Linked DNA regions of Mus musculus: region 1 is linked to region 2. Evidence: chromatin contacts called from public capture Hi-C data. All regions are on one chromosome and are shown on one strand. The core of a region is the stretch at or near the end of the contact, and the rest is flanking DNA. Distances in the headings are between cores, read along the strand shown. Region 1 has its middle 89 kb from the start of Spred2. Region 2 has its middle 24 kb from the start of Sertad2.

What was found. Capture Hi-C pulls out chosen DNA fragments and counts their contacts.
Region 1: a contact with region 2 is called in a capture Hi-C map of embryonic stem cells, with 4 times the contacts expected there. The contact joins two enhancer-like sites. A contact is called at or near these places in 3 of 484 Hi-C or Micro-C datasets (CD4 T cells and embryonic stem cells), 4 of 115 datasets of contacts at active chromatin or transcription factors (astrocytes, craniofacial prominence and embryonic stem cells) and 1 of 9 other capture datasets (embryonic stem cells).

Annotation. Positions count from the first base shown.
Region 1 is chr11:19,833,786-19,836,637 of GRCm38.p6, reverse strand. No RefSeq gene overlaps it. Among named protein-coding and RNA genes, the nearest start is that of Spred2, 89 kb to the left of the region's middle. Within about 2 kb of position 1,302, at least 118 of the 459 cell types and tissues checked have an H3K27ac peak or open chromatin away from gene starts, as enhancers often do. A contact at or near this core is called in astrocytes and embryonic stem cells, where this site is marked.
Region 2 is chr11:20,654,622-20,657,328 of GRCm38.p6, reverse strand. No RefSeq gene overlaps it. Among named protein-coding and RNA genes, the nearest start is that of Sertad2, 24 kb to the right of the region's middle. Within about 2 kb of position 1,443, at least 172 of the 459 cell types and tissues checked have an H3K27ac peak or open chromatin away from gene starts, as enhancers often do. A contact at or near this core is called in astrocytes and embryonic stem cells, where this site is marked.

The DNA.
Region 1 (2,852 bases), core at 53-2,552, 820 kb after region 2:
TGCTCTTAACCGCTGAGCCACCTCTTCAGTACCAAGAGAAAATGCTTTTTTTTTTTTTTCTCTTCCTGGGCAAAGAATCTTTGGCTTTCACTATCTTCTCAGAAGAGTCTGTGACGTAAGAATGAACCACTGGTGTAGCAGAATCTTGCAACAGGGACGTTTGGCCATGTGTTGCCCCTCTTTGGCTTACAAGAGTGTGCAGAAAAGGCGGTGTGTGGAGGGCACTGTCTTGCCTGGGCTTGCTGCCTTTGACATTGCAGGTCTATGCTGCTGCTAAGAGGAGGTGGCTGGGGAAGAGATTCAAGGAGATGGGGTGGGGGTGGGGGTGGGGATGGCAGGTGACTGAAAGAGTGTGCACATCTGACAATCTGCCTATATCCCAGGTGCCAGATGTTTGCACCAGCTGCCCAGGGTACAGCCTGTAATCCAGGAACTTTGTAGCAGAGTGGGTGGTCCTTGTGGACATTAAGTGGGAACACTGGCAAGCAAAGGCAGTCCTCCAGTTTCCCAGGTGTCTCTGCTCTCACCTGCAAAGGATAAAAGTGACCCAGTCTGAAGGGCCCTGTGGCTGGCCAGATAACAGGCTTGCAACCAGAGGCACCGTTATTGGCAGCTTTTTCTCCCATCTGGAGCTGTAGGTGGTCTCTGTGGCCCCTACCAGAAGTATCCAAATAGATCCAGACCCAGAGTACGGGCTGGAAATGTGTGTGCAGGCTACCTGGCTGTTTCTTTGAGCATCCTGGGTTTAGTGTAATGGATGTTGTCTGAGGCTGAACTTGCCTGAACAAGGTTCCTCGTGGGACTTTCTTCTTTCAGAGTCAAGTCCATGTTTCCTTTGACAGAATCACAGTGCTCTTTCTGCCTAAGGACAGTTCATCCTATACCACACGATTCATCCTTGCAAGCGGATGGCAGCTCCTCCTATCCCTGCTAAAGGAGGAGTCATATCGTGGGCTCAGCCCCTGAGCAGCTTCATGCATATTACATTTAGGCTTCTGCACTGTGTGCACGATCCATACTGGAGGGATATTTATTTCCAGACCCGCCACATGCTCCCTGAGGCAGCCCCCACACAGATTTTAATTGCTAAACCGACTTATTCTGACTCAGTGTCTGTTTAGTAAAATGTCTGGAGATACAAAAGGGGGGGAGATAGGGGAGCTGGGCCAGATGCTGTCTGTGACTAACAGGACATCCACCAGAGGGGGCTGAGCAGCTCACTGGCATGTCATAGGTGGGTGGGCTTCTCAGAGCTCTTAGCTGTGCTCCATTGTGCTAAAACTGTAGTTGTGAATAAGCAATTGCATTAGAGCCTCTCGGCTGAGCTGACTCACTGCTGGTGACTGTTTCTGAGGAATGCCTCCAGGTCACAGGCTGCTCCAGCTTGTGGAGGCCAGGAAGCCAGCAGAGATCTCCTGAGTGTGCTCTTGACCTGGGCTCTGGCCCCTTGTTCCTCACCCCCTTTGTGGTGCCAGCCAGGGGTCTCTGAGAAAAGCGGGAGGTGGGGACTACACACCGGTTTCAGGGTGAGACTTGGGTTTGGTAGTGCTTAAAATCTTCAAAATCTTCCCCCTTTCCTTATTTATCTTTCTTTTCCTTCCTTCTTTTTTGAGGGGAACAGAGGGACACACACATGCACGCACACACACACACAAACACACACACACACACACACACACACACACACACACACACACACACACGGGGGTGTGGAGGTTGGTTCACCATGTAGCCTAGGTTATATAATCCTCCTGCCTTAGCTTTCTGGGATTACAGCTATGCAACTTCCTGGCCCAAGCCTTCAACATTCTCATTTATGGTTTTTGAGTCATCCTCCAAGGGCGGCCTGGGCACCCGTGCAGGCCTCTGTGCCTCCGGCATGAGGGAACCACCAGCTCGCTGAGCTGAGGCCCAAGTGCTCAGCTGCTTGTTGTAGCACGGATCACGTAAAATGTCACTGTCCTCCTCCCTGACGGTGCTGTCTTGAGTCTTTGTGACACAGCATTCCTGCTAAAGGATTGCTTCTAAGAGCTCCAGTAACAATTGAGGGAGTGTGGAGGTAAATAGATGGGATCTTTTGTCATTAATAATTGAATTTGAATTCACTCATATTTTGAAAGAACAGGGAAGCAGGCCCACAGGTTTTAGTAGTGAAACCTTTTGAGAAAGAGATCAGGGGAATCACAGAGTGCAGGGTCTGAGGCCATGGGAGGAGGCCGGGGCTACCGAGGCTACTGGACACTGTTAACACCACAATCCAGCTACTGCCAGCTGGGGCGACATTGCCACCATTTCTCCTCCATACAGACTTGTTAATGGATGCAGACACATTTGCCATAGCTCACGGGGCTTCACTGTTATTTAATGGGTCGAATCTGGGATGCTAGTTACAGATCCCATAATGCAGCCATCAGAGAAGAACCATCAAGCCCTAACACTGACAGGGCCACTTTGGTCATCCGGGCTACAAAGCATAGCAGTCATGCACCCACCCGTGTCCTCTCCCTTCTGTGGCCTGCCTTTGACATCACCTGAGTGACTTCCCCCAGCCCTGTTGAGAGCATTGTGTGTGCCAGGCACAGTGTCTTGATGTCCAGGTACAGCTGAGGCCAGTCAGGGAATGTGTCTGAAGACAGCCATTCTGTCTAGGGAACTTGGTCTCTATGCACTGGGTGGGAGTCTCCCAAGGCAGTATTTGATGGTAACCTTTGTCCTCAACAAATGCCAGCATCCACTGGGGACACTTTCCTCTGGGGTCCCATGCCATGTCCTGTGCTGGCAAGATCTGTGGTCTGAATGCTGTTCCAAAGGTGTGCTGGTTTCTCTCCCGTGAACCTCCCACTTGAGGAGAG
Region 2 (2,707 bases), core at 194-2,693:
CAGGGATTTCTGCTTGGTGACAAGTCCACAATATTGCCTTACGTGACCTGTGGCCCCTGGAAGGCAAAGCAGTGTGTTCCCAAATGTGCAGAAAGGGCCTTGCAGCACACTCAGATGTCTTCTTGAGCCAGCTGTGCTGCCTTACCTAAACCTTTCTGGACCCGGGGTTTTCCTTTTTAAAAAACCTCAGTAAGACGGTGATCTGAGACAGAAATGCTTTCCAGACATAGCTTTGCCCACCCTCGTGGTTCTGCGTTTCCGGCTGGCCGCTGGGGTATCGCAGAGATGACTCTTGGGGAGGCGGTACTCAGAGGAGCTGGTCTGCATTTCTTCCTCGCCACTGGGGTGCCCGCTGGGGTGCCGGGCTGCTCAGAGCAGGCACACACCCTGCCTCCAAAGGAACCCTAGTCCCAGCTGCTGACTGATCAGAATCCCTCCCCCATCCTGGGCCTGACCCTCTACAGAATGCAGCACCAGTGTCTCCGAGCCCAGAGCGGACGCCCAGCCGACCAGCCCCCAGACAAAGGCCCCATGATGCAGAGGACAAGCCAGAGTCTGTGTGCCAACCAAATTCAACTTCAAGTAGGCATGCAGGATGAAGGGGGGCTGACGAAGAGGAAAGAGGTGAGAGAGAGAAAGATGGGAGGACGAGGTTTCCCCTTTATCAGGACTGGTCTGGCAAGACCAAGGGTTTGGCTCCCAGTGGGCGCTGGCTCTGTGACTACATCAGTCATCCCCTCCACGGTGGGTCGGCATATGTCTGGGGCTATGGGAGGGAGATTCTCCTCGGTAGGTAGAGACGCTAGATTCGCCTCTCCCAGTGGCTTTGGTCCCTGGTGATTTCGGTTGCAGAGACTTCCTCCTATGGCCGGCTGCTGATCCCAAGGTTTTCATGGCTCAACCTCTCCAAGTCTCCCCAAGCCTTCAGCAGGGATGGGCATGACTGAAGCACCCGCTAGTGCTGCAGGCCACACACCCCCCAAATCGGCACACTCACAGCTGTCTGGAAAACACTTGGTAGCTGTGCACACATCAGAAACTGTTCTCATCTCTGGACCCTCTCCAGACCCAACTGCAAGGGGAGCATGGATCGGGCTGACTTGCCTCAGCCTGCCAAAGTGCAGGCCACATGGCTCTGTCTTCAGCCACTCAGCTGAATCCCGAGGCAGCCTTCTCCTCTGCTTGGGTGCAGAAACGGGGCGACACACTTCCCACATCTGAAAGACAAGCCTGTCGGGCCGAGGAGGGAGGGGCCTGACTCCCTAAGGTTGGGTTCCTCTCAGACTTCTCCCAGGAACACAGGCTTGTGCTAGGGGCATTGAGAGCTTCCTCAGCCTACCACCCCTCCCCCACTTTGCCTCCAGCCTTTCTCCAGCTTGTGCTCTGCAGCCATTTCTTGTCACTGCTGAACAATAAGCCTTGCAGGCAGCTGGCAGCTTGGCCCTGCCTGGGAGGCGGGGGAAGTCTGTAGCACTATGGGGCTGAGACAGCCAGACTGCTGCAGAGAGGGTTCCCAGCTCCAGGGACAATGTCACCATGTGCTGTCTGATCCTGTCGTGCACAGGACAAGCCATCCCAGATGCCTCCAAGGGTGGCACCTTAGGGCCTTCAAGAGTTTTTTTCAAATCCTTTTGGTCTGCAGTCCAAGACCAGCCCTCCCACTGTGATAACAAACAAGGAGAGGCCAGATAGCCAGCCTCATCTTGCTCCCAATAAGTTACTAACCTCAAGTCACATTGCCAAAGTAAGGGAGTCTGAGAACACCCAGAGTGCTCAGTCACAGAAAGTTCTCCCTACTGGCTAACTGCTGGTCCTACTGGCTGCTCCTCTCCATACCTTAAGGTAGTGATGTAGGTATGTCAGGAGGGGCACACCTCCCCCCAACCCATCCCAGACCCGGGGAAGAGTTTTCAGGTCTCCAAACTATAGGCAAGATATGCTGTGCTAAAAAGACTGGAGAGAAACTATAGCCTCAGCAACTCAGGTGGCCAAGACAGAAGCACTTACATGCAGGTGTTTGAGACCAGCTGGGATAACAACCGGTTTCCATACACACAAAACCAAACTTATTTAGGGCTGGAGAGAAAGAGAGGAGCAGGCTTGGGGTTGGTGACAAAGGGTCTTCTAATGAGCCAAGCTGAATGCTACTCCTCTGAAGCCATAATCAGGCTCCTTAGAGCAGAAGACCAGACCCCTCATAGGCCTAGAGCTTTCTGAAGATATCCCCCTCCTATGTGGCTTGGCTGTTAACCCTGTTCCCTCCTCTCCAGCACTCTGGTACACTGGGGCTCCCTGGACACCCAAGCCAATTAATCTCTTTAGGGGTAAACGTCCACCTTACTGAAAGCCTGTCTGCCTTGTTTGCGCCAACACTATCTTAAGGATTGTGTGGGTTGCAGTATCACTTTGGCAATGTGTCTCTGTAAAGGGCCAAATGGCAACTCCTTTGAACTAAGAGTCAGTACAACTGTACCTGCTCAGCTGTACTATGGAGTCAGACATCAGCCCTAGGGACGCATACCTAAGTAAGCACGGCCATTGTCTGGGGCCACTCTACTGCTTATTAACACTGGCAGTGTATAGTTTGTGGGGGTGTGACGTGACGACGTCTGGAGAAGACGAAATCCCAGGGTTCCTGTTCTTCAGAACTGTAGTGTTGCAAAGAAAACCTGTGTGCAGCTCAGGTGAAGCCAGGACAGAATTTGTT